Regions from separate parts of the Athene noctua genome. Here region 2 is linked to region 1. The links are chromatin contacts, called in public Hi-C maps. All regions are on one chromosome and are shown on one strand. The core of a region is the stretch at or near the end of the contact, and the rest is flanking DNA. Distances in the headings are between cores, read along the strand shown.

Region 1 (5,168 bases), core at 104-2,603:
CTCAGTTCCTACAGTGAGGACTAGATTTTCAAAAGGATTTATGTGTTGAATGCTTATAATATCCAGCTACTTCTCAAAGAGCCTAAGCAGGAGCTAAGAAATTTGGAAATGTACCTCAAGTGATATCCTTTGTTAAATTAATCCTTTGACCATTCTGTCACTAAACCAACAACTCTGTGAGCAATCTGCAGCTCTGGGTTCTCCTAATACCTGTGAAAAGAAAGCTCTACATGCCTCAAGTTGGGAACACTGAAAAATTAAGTCTTTAGGTTAAACATGCTTTTTACATGTGCAAAGACTGAGAAGATTTACCTCAATTGATCAAATTAGGCAAAATGTAAAAGATTAGTTTTCAAAGACTACTTATTCAAGTCTGTATTTGGTTTAACTGAGCAGGAATTTAATATGAAACACAGAATCCCATGTCTTGTCATACCACCTATTTTGATAGCAAGGCCTGATAAACTGTGGCAACAAATGATGGGAAGGGGGAAGTCCTGTAAGACTCAGCTTAAAAATGGCTGGTCTTGAGGGTATGCAAGCTGTAACAGATCTTGCCCTTGACAGGACTTTGTATCCACTCCAATGCTGCTTTCTGTGATTTTACATGTGCCCAATGCATGTAGCTACTTTTTTAATCGGTAAAAAAACGGAGTTTAGACACAATCTCCTTGTCAGGTGGAAGGATTAACAACCTCCTCCATCAAAACAGACCAACACACCATGAAATCCTGGCTTTCAGTGAAGAAAAGGCACCGTGGCTGGACAGGCTCCTTCTGCCACCCATGCCTGTCACACCTGCTTCCCTCCCTACGTTACACAGCAGAATAGTATTTTGCTGGTGTCACTTCAACCAGCTCCCTGAGTAATAAATACTGACTTCAGTTTTAGGGCAGCCTCACCGAGAGCAGACCCAAGGATGTCTCCGTGGCCCGGGAGACCAGCCGGGCCCGCAGGCGAGGCCGAGGGGGCAGGCGGCGGCTCAGCCCACGACCGGGCCCCGCGGCGAACTCGAGGCGGCGGGAACCCCGGCGGGCGCCCTCAGCCCCCCCAGCTCCGCCGCCTGCCCGGCCCTGCTCATCACGGGCGGAGGCTTCGGGCCGGCTCCCGCAGGGGCCGACTCGGCCTCCCCTCTCGGCCCTCGGGTGACAAGGCGCCTCAGGATGCGGCCGGGCGGCGGCTGCCGCCCCGGGGGAGGTCCCCGTGCTCCCGCCAGGGCGGCGGGTAACGCGGCCCCGGCCCTCCCAGCCCCGGCGGCGGCAGCCGCCGGTCCCGTGGTCTCACCGTGGGCGCCTGCGCGGCGCTCCTCCTCCTCCTCCTCCTCCTCCTCCTCCCGCCGGCGGCGGCCGCTGTCAGGATGAGGCGGAGGAGGCGGAGGCCCAGGCCGGCAGCTCCCGTCTCTCGCCGGGGCCCCCTGGCGTAGCGGTTCCCGCTCCGACGCCGCGGCTGGAGGCGGAGGAGGCCGCGGCGGCGCCGCCCGCCCGCCGGAGCCATGGCCCAGCCCGGCCCGAGCCCCCCGACGGACGGTAAAGGGGGAGGCGGCTTCGCTCCGCGGAGCCGGGCGGCCGCGGCCTTGCCCAGCCCCGGGCTCGCCTGCGGAGCCGCGCCGGGCGGGGGGCGGGGGGCAGCGGCCTGGGCGAGGCGGCCTTGCCGGGCCGCGGCGGTGGGTGGTGACGGCGCTGGGAAGGTGGGATCGGCCGGGGCCGGGCGAGCGGGGCAGCGGCGGGGGCGTGCGCGAAGGGGAGACCCGCGGAGAGGCCTGTGGGGCCCGGAGGGAGCCGTGCCCGGACGGTGGCGGGGCGGCGCGGCGGTGGGAGCCGCCGTGTGAGGGGGGGGTCGGGCGGGGAGCGCCCGGGGGGGCTTGACTGGGAGAGGTGGCCCGGGGAGGCCTTGCGGGGAGGAAGGGGCATCGCAGGTGGTTATTAGTCTGTGAATGTGCTTGATGTGGAGCAAGGGCGGCTCCCCGGCGCGCACAAGGAGGGAGGATCGTGCTCCGGAGGACGCGCTGCTCGCTGCTGCCAGGAAAGGGGCGCTCAGCCTGGGCCTGCGGTGGGACGGGGGAGCCCCCCCCTGCCCCGGGAAGGGGGCACGCAGGGAGAGGGGGACAAGGGTGGTGATGCTTGTATCCAGAGAGACATTTCTCGGCTGGGCAGGACTCCCGTCATCGATTTGGCCACGGCAGGTGAGGTGGGGCAGTATTCACCGTGTGGGTGCGACCAAAAGGCACCTCAGGAGGCTGAGGTCAGGATACTTGGAGTGGACAGTTGGTTCCTGTGCTGGAAGAGACAAAGAAAATGACAGCTCTTCTCTCAAGGTGGTATTTACCCGTGCAGGAGGAAGCTAAGCTTTCCCTAAAGGTTTTTGTTACAGAAAGATTGTTTTGGGTTTGGGAGGAATTATGGACGAGGAAGTATTTTTTTTCCTCTTGGAATAGGTTATAGAACTGTGTGTGTGTCGGAAAAGCTGCAGGTAATGCTTACCTTGGAAGATGGGACTGAAGAGACAGTGTTTAGTGTATGGGATGTATGGGAGGGGGTGAGAGAGGCTGCTCATAGTATAGAATAGAAGTAGGGCGACTAGAGAGATGTACAGAATCTTGAAGGATAGGCGCTTACCCCGCCATGGGACTATGCCAGAGCTCACTTTTTTTCTTTTTTTTTTTTAGAGAGCAGATGAGTTTCCCTGGGAAAGCACTCTGTTAGAAAAGGGCAATGTATTCTTAATTATGCATATCTAGGGAATTGTGTGTGTTGGTTGGGGTTTTTTTTTGGTGGAGTTATATGAGAAAGTATTTATCCTCAGGGATTTCAGTATTTTGGCCTACCTTTTAAAAGTTTTAATGCTGAAGGTGCTTAGATTGTAGGTTTTCTTTCCTACATTAAGGTCAATGATTGCATGCTCATCCTTCCAGAGCATTAAGGGGAAGGTAAATTTACTTATCATGCTTGTAAGATCAGTGTTGGTATGAGTAGGTCTTGTGTACTTTCTGGTGAATAACCATTGTTTATTGTCCTTTAGCCTTTTCTTCTGAGAGCTACAGAACAACTTCCAACAAATTTTCTTTTTGGCTCTTGCAGACTATCTGACTGCAGGTGTACGGTGGAACTGTGCATTGTACAAATGTTTGCTGCCTCTTGACCAGGAAAGGTAGTTGTATGTTAGTAGTACATTAGAAGTTCCAAGTTGGATAGATTTTATTTTGTTTTTGTTGTTTAAAAAGAAGGCAAAAAGGTACAAGCAAAACTTTGTAATTTGATAGATTGATGAAGTCTTTCTTGTAGGAGGTATGGATTGCTGTCTTTCTCGTGCTTTCTGGCTGTGGGAAGATGAGGATGCTGTAAATAAGGCACATAGTGGGGGGGGAAAGCTGGCTGCAAGTTGGATGGATTCTGCAAGTGATTGCTGTGTTCTTGCACTAAAGAATTAGAGCTCCTAAAATGGCTCCTCTCTCCCATCTTCCTTTGGCAGTAATAGGACCAGTTTGGGGTTTTTTTATCCACTTTGATTACTGTATTATTGTTCTCATGTGTGTTGGTTTAATTTTTAAGTAACTTACCAGAAGTGTTCCTTGAAACTTCTCTATTTTAATGTGGAGAAAATATTGAAGAAATTATTATTTAATATTTTCAGTTGTCTGTACTGAATTTATTGCTTAAAGGAGTAGTATAACCTCTGATTTAAGATTACCTGTGACAAAACTGGATTAGTATGTTCCCCTAAGGAAAAATAATGGCTTTTTATAATTACTTATGTTGATTATATATACCTCATGCGTTCTTTATTTGTGCAAGACACATCAGCTATGATTTTTTTGTTGTTGAAAGCAAGTATAAAAGAACTATTATTTCTACTGTAGTAGAAATAACATATATGGAATATCATAAGAGGAATATAATACAGAATGTGTATTTTATTCTAATGCCCATACTGAAATGAAAATGGGCCCAAGAAGAGGGGAAGGAATAGCACAAAGAAATAGGAAACGAATGGACATCAGGTCCTACCATGTTTTTGTACTTTGGCTTAGTATAGATGTTAATAACCCTCTGATTCTTTTGTGTGGGGTAATAAGAGTTTCCATATGATAACAATCACAGAAAGGCTGAGTGCATAGTCCTTTGGCCGCTGGTGTAGCTTTGTGCACTGTGCAGTGAACTGTTAGCTAATGATGTCAACCTGTGTTGCAAGTAGGTGTGTGCTTCTCATTGATTCTGGTCAAGGTGCTTTTCTTTTTAGGTTTTAATTAATATATGTGTTTTCTAGATAGTGTGACTGGAACAGTAATGCCTTATTTTTCAAAATATTTTTATTTTTGAAGGTGGTATGCTCTCAGCCTCCCTGGGTTTAATTCAGATCCGGGTGCTTGCCGTCTCTGAAAGTAAGGCTACCAAGCAAAATATTTGGCACAGTTCTTTCCCTATCAGAATGCTCAGGCTTTAATATTATTCCCCTTCTCATATTTGGAAAATGCTTCAGTGAAGAAACTGCTGTTAAATAAAACACTAATTTTTCAAAACTGAAATTAATTACAATGTTATTCTAATTATTAAACTCTTCTTACTGCACTAGTAAACTTAAACCATTATTACAGTCAGGCTGACAAATAGCATATCCATTGATAGTATTCCGTGATAAAGGAAACTGTTAATGACACAGTCTATCAAATATTTTAGTCGGAATTTGCCAGCAGAAGGAATTCATACCGTACTGGAGTAACTTGTTCTTACCCCTGTGCTTAAACCAGTGAAAATGGTGTCTCTTTGTGGCTGGAGATTATGCCAGCTCTCAGCTGGATATAGAAGATTGGAGGATGTTGCTGTATTGATTTTAGTGCCACTAGCAGTGCCATGAGCTGCATTATTTCCCTGTGGCAATAACAGGGGATCCTAATAAGAGACGAGACTTGCTGTCGCTGTACTTTTTGCACTGTTGCTGTACTTTCCACATATCCCAGAGGCTGAGCACTGCTAGTGGAGGGGTCTGGGATGTCATGTAGAAAGTTAAGTAACAAAACTTAAGCCTTAGATAATTTTACATTTCTAATTATTTTCCTTATAAGTATTACTTTTAAATGAAATTGAAGCATCTAAAAATGCTATTACTCATCTTAAAAGCTAGGTGTGGTTGGTAGAGGAGTGGTTTTGAGTGCTGAAGTTCAGCTCTGTGTT
Region 2 (4,982 bases), core at 1,597-4,096, 220 kb after region 1:
TGCCTAACACTGTGCTCAGGATCCACACAGAGCCCTGAGGCCAAGTGTGTTCTCCTACACAAGCTGAGCCTGCCTCTCCCTACACCCAGTGTTTGTCAGTGCTTTGAGCTGCTGAACAGACCCATCGACACTCCACCTGCGCTCTGGGAGTCATGGGTATGCTCTCTCCAGGCACCTCCCCAAGGCAGAGTAATTGTGCATATTGATTTCAGATGTAATCAAACAAACTGCCTTCCACAACTCCAGCAGAGACAAAATCCTCACACCGAGCTCCCCACCAACACACATGCCTTCCCCTCCACTAGCCTGGCATGCCCTGATTAGCGTCAGATTTATCCTCTCTGCCCCTCAGGCAGGCAGGTACATCCTCTGGAGACACAAACCACCTTGCTAACAGTCCGCAGAAGCCATCCAGCACCCCCAGCCTTTTCCTGAAGCCTCTTACAAGAGAGGTTTCTCCTTCCCTGCTCCCAGCTAGCAATGACACTATAAAGGCTCTTCTAAGGTCAATACTAACTCTTAACAGAAGACTTGGTCTTCAGACAGGATTGTTCTTTCCACAGTGCAAGAGAGGCTGGCACAAACGACTGGGTTGATACACCCTTCAGTAACTTCAAGGAAAAGACACCAGCAAGAAGAGACACTGTACTCTGACAAGCAGATCCTTGGCTGAAGTAGAGAGTGACATGCTCAGCACAGTGCCACCTCTTCAAACCCAGCCAAGGTCTAAACCAAGTAAGCACTCGTTGTGACCACTACCTAAACAGTGCTGCTTCCCCCAGCACACAGGACACTGCTGCCCTGTCCTTCCAAATACCTCCTCTGCTGCAGGCTGGTGAGATTCCCACTGTAGCCACTACACAAGAGCCATAAGGGAAGAGAAATCCCACAAACTCTTCCCAGCAAAAGAAAGCTGGGCTTTGAAAGTCTGGTTAGTGCAAGGAAAATTAATTGTATCAGTCAAAGACATTTAGGGCTTAATGAACACCGTAATTAGATGCACGCAGGCTCTGAAAGCCACAGCAGAAGTAAAGCACCGACACTCTGTGAATCGATGGGGCACCTCGCTGTTCTCCGGGGCAGTGCTGGGACAGGTGAGGTCCCCAGGTGAGGTCCCCTTCGCAGCTCCACTCCACAGAACAGGCTGGGCGAGCTGCCCTGCCCACTCTCCAGGCCAGGAGCTGCCCTGGGAGCATAGACACCCCTACAGACCCCACTCCAAGCATGCCAGCTCCAACCCACAAGGCATATCCCAAAAGCACGAAGAAACACCTGGAGACAGTTCCAGACTGAAGGCACTCCGTGCCAGTGAACACAGCCTGCCTCAAAAAAGAAAACTATTCAGGACGCAGTGGCCCAGCACCTACCGTGACTTAAAGCCCAGCCTTCCTACCGTACCAAACAATAACATGCCTGAACTCCTCGCTGGAATGGTAAGAGGCTGGTGCTTGCACTCCTGGTTGCTAAGATCTGGTCTTCTCCAGGCAAAACCCAAGGGAGCAAGCCCAGGAAAGCCATTTATTGCTATGCCTGGAGATTAATCCTATTCGCACCACACACCCCAGCCCGAGCACGGGGTGCAGCACACAGGGACACGCTGGAGCACTGCCCCAGCACGCTGGCTTTGGTTTTTCTCTTCAAGCAACTGAGATAACGGCTCTCCGTTTGCCTTATCCAGTTTCAAAAGCAACACTTCAAAGCCGTCCCATGTCAAACGCCAGAACAAACTGAAGCTGCCAGAGATGCCTCACAGGGAGAGAATTAACACCTTATGGGAAGCGGCGCTGTAAATTTAACTTGGAACCCCAGACTATTGCAAATAGAAAAGCAACACCTTCCTATTAAACAAAACATTTTCCATTAAGTTCCAACTACAACAGAATGGTAATTTTAGCTTCATCGGAGCAGCTGAAGAAAGTGATATCCCTGCAGGATCAGCAGTTTTCCTTGTTCACAGCACACAGGCCTCTGAGAGCTGCAGTTTATTTTCCCTCAGAGCCAAGGAAAGCAGAGAGATGAGACCCGCTTCACGCCAGCCTGGCTGCGAGTGCTCCGAGACACTGCCAGGGCAGGACAGCTCAGGCCACGGCACTGATCCACGAGAAAACCCCAACTCCGAGGAGCTCAGGCTGATCCCCAAGGCCAGCACGGTGGATTAGGAAGGAGTGACAAACCCGCACAGAGCTCACCACACTTCTTACCTTCTCCTCTGCCCCCTCTCTCCGTCGAGAAAAGAGAAAGAGAGACGATTGGTGTGATGGGTAAACTGCTCAAAATCCCAGTTTTCGGAAGGATTTTTTTCTTCCCATTTATTCTTGAGCTTGGTAGAAGCAACAGCCCCGAAGCTGCGGCTGCCCGGCACCACGGCGCATCCCCAGCCCCGCTGCGGCGGCGGAGCGCAACCCCCGCAGCCCGGGGGACGAGGCGGCTGCCCGGGAGAAGCCCACCCGCCCCGGCGACCTGCCCTCAGCCGCTGCACGCTCCGACGCCCGGAGCTCCCACCCGCGTCCCCTCCACAGCCGCCGGGTCTCTGTGCAAACCCGCGTGGCTCCCCCCGCGCCGCACCGGGAGACGGGCCGCCGCCCCGGGCAGGGCTGAAGGCGGGCGGCGCGGCCTAGGCGGCCCCTCGGCCCCGCACACGGCCCGGCGGCGCAGCCCCCGCGGAGGGGCCGGCCCGCGCGGGAGCCCCGCGGAGGGGCCGGCCCGCGCGGGAGCCCCGCGGAGGGGCCGGAGGGAGGAGGCGCCCGCCCCGCCCCGCGCGCTCACCTGCGCCCGCCGCCGCGCGGCCCCATCGCGCCCCGGTTCGCAGCGCGCGGCCAAACTCCGCGGCCCGCGCGCGCCGCCCCCGCGCGGCCGCCGCCCGCCCCCCATTGGCCGCGCGGGGTCTGGGCGCCCCCGGGGGTAAAGGACCGCCGCCCCGCGCGGGCGCTCCCATTGGCTGGCGGCGGCCGCGCCCCCCGCGGCACGAGCCCGTGCCGGAGCACCGGCACCGTGTGCACCCCCCGGCACCGTGTGCACCCCCCGGTACGGGTACCGTGTGCACCCCCCGGCACCGTGTGCACCGTTCCCGCGTTCTTCCCGCGGCACCTTCCCCGCGTTCTCCGCCGTCCCCGTGCTCCCCCCGGGCAGGGTGCCCTCGTTCCCGGGGGTGCTGGCGGGGGGACCCTGCTCACCCTCCCCGTGGTGGGGTGCCCCGTTCCGCCCCCGGCTCCGTCCCTGGGTTAATAACAACCGATCTCGGTCACCCGCAGAAGCGTTCCCTGATCTCCGGCAATGGTGGGAAACGCTCCGCATCAACTAGTCCCGCTGGCACCACTCAGGGGATCCCCACGAGCAAATGCCCTCTGTGATCCGTGACTCACGTCCTGGATTTTATTTCTTCCCCGCTCTCTTTCACCTACTTGGCTCACGCTTGGCCGCGCCGCCGGGGCGAGGGGTTCCCACCGCCGCCCCGCACCCCGCTGTGCCTCCTGCGGCATTCCCGAGGATGTCGGGTTTGTGAGGAGCGGCTGCCGGGCTCTGCTGTGACCCGCCTCCTGGTCGGGGTCCCCACCGGGGGAGCTTGGCTTTAGGCAGAGAGCAAGGCTTGGATTAAACCCACATCCTGACTCAAGCCAGTGCTGAGCGCTGCCCCTTCCCGCTGGGACAAGGAGCGTGTGGGAATGCCTGCGCCCGCTTCCAGCCGGTCTCAAACAGTCCTCTGCTTTTGGAAAGACATTAATTTCTTATCACGGGTTTCATCTCTCAAAACAACTTATTAATAATGCAGCTTGTGGTTTACTACCGAATTCGTTTCTGATCCCCCAAAACCTTGCTCAGGTTGTCACTGTGTTTAGAGACGTACCGAAATGTAACTAAGAGACAGCAATGATTAGAACAGCCCACCACCTAGCAAGCCGTGCAAAGACCATGAACTTTCTCACTCACTCACGCTGTGGGTGTGTGTCTCACGCTCAGACGTACCCTGCTGCAGTTTTCCATGTGCATCCAAGTCTTAACGTTTCCTGCAAGAATGTGCTTTGTCACCCCGGTTGGTCACAGGCAGCTGAGCAATTCTCTACAGACGGACAGGTCTATCCGGGGCTGATGCCCTTTCACTTCCACCTACAGTATGCGTCCGTTCTGTTTGCCGATCTTCAGTCAAAAATACTTTGAACTGAAATGTTTTGAATTTTGCTTGAAACCTTTAAGACATTATTTGCCTACTGTTAATCTTTAAATTCGCTAATAATGAAATGGATCAATCTATACGAACACAGCATACCCTGTCCCATTATTTATTTTGCAAGGAAGAAAACAAAAAATAGTTTTTTTTTTCTTTAACCAGCAAGATAAACATCCAGTACTTGCGAGGTTCTAAACTTGCCTATTGTTGTTACATTCAGTGAAGTGACCCCTGTTAGAAGGCTAGAAAGGACTGTTCTTTCAGCTCATCACACAGAAAATCCAGCAGAAAAGATTTGCCATGAACAGGAGGCACCGGGCAGAGAAGGGCTCTTGGACCGGGTGAGCAGCAGTGGGGTGTGACCCAGCGGGAGGGTGGCAGTGCCTGCCATATTTTAGAGTCACCAACAAACGTGTTTTCTACTTTTCAGTATTGACAATTTGTCAGTTAGTCTCCTTCAATCTATTTTATTCATAATTCTGACAGTGTTTCCATGGTTTCATGTCTTGAACTATTATTTGGTCCAGTTTTGCATGTCAGTATACACAACTCCTTCCTGTGGCAGCCAGAGCAAAGAAACCAAAATGATAATATAAATGATGCTTTGAGGGCCCATGGTTTCTGAAGGAGGATAGTTGGGACAGGGATTCTCCACCCTTGGATAAAGCACCAGCAGCTAGAAATACTTTTAAATTTCTATTTCCATGCAGAATGCCTTTCTGACAGAAATAAGAAGGCAAGAAAATGCTAGGGTTTATTTTCAACACCAAAGCCTGGCACAAAAGGTTTCCAGCATGTCATCTTGCCCAGGTTTTCT

Evidence for each region. Hi-C and Micro-C count contacts between places; a contact is called where the count stands out from the background.
Region 2: a contact with region 1 is called in a Hi-C map of heart, with 7 times the contacts expected there. The contact joins the promoter of CAMKK1 here to the promoter of RABEP1 in region 1. A contact is called at or near these places in 2 of 2 Hi-C or Micro-C datasets (heart and liver).

The regions. Positions count from the first base shown.
Region 1 is chr19:8,558,864-8,564,031 of bAthNoc1.hap1.1, forward strand. It overlaps RABEP1 (rabaptin, RAB GTPase binding effector protein 1), which reads left to right and starts at 1,354. Exons shown (of 18, transcript XM_074923211.1): 1 at 1,354-1,526. The coding sequence starts at 1,493. LOC141968476 (a long non-coding RNA gene) reads right to left here and starts at 1,350. Exons shown (of 3, transcript XR_012634880.1): 1 at 1,285-1,350.
Region 2 is chr19:8,775,545-8,780,526 of bAthNoc1.hap1.1, forward strand. It overlaps CAMKK1 (calcium/calmodulin dependent protein kinase kinase 1), which reads right to left and starts at 2,847. Exons shown (of 17, transcript XM_074922656.1): 1 at 2,767-2,847.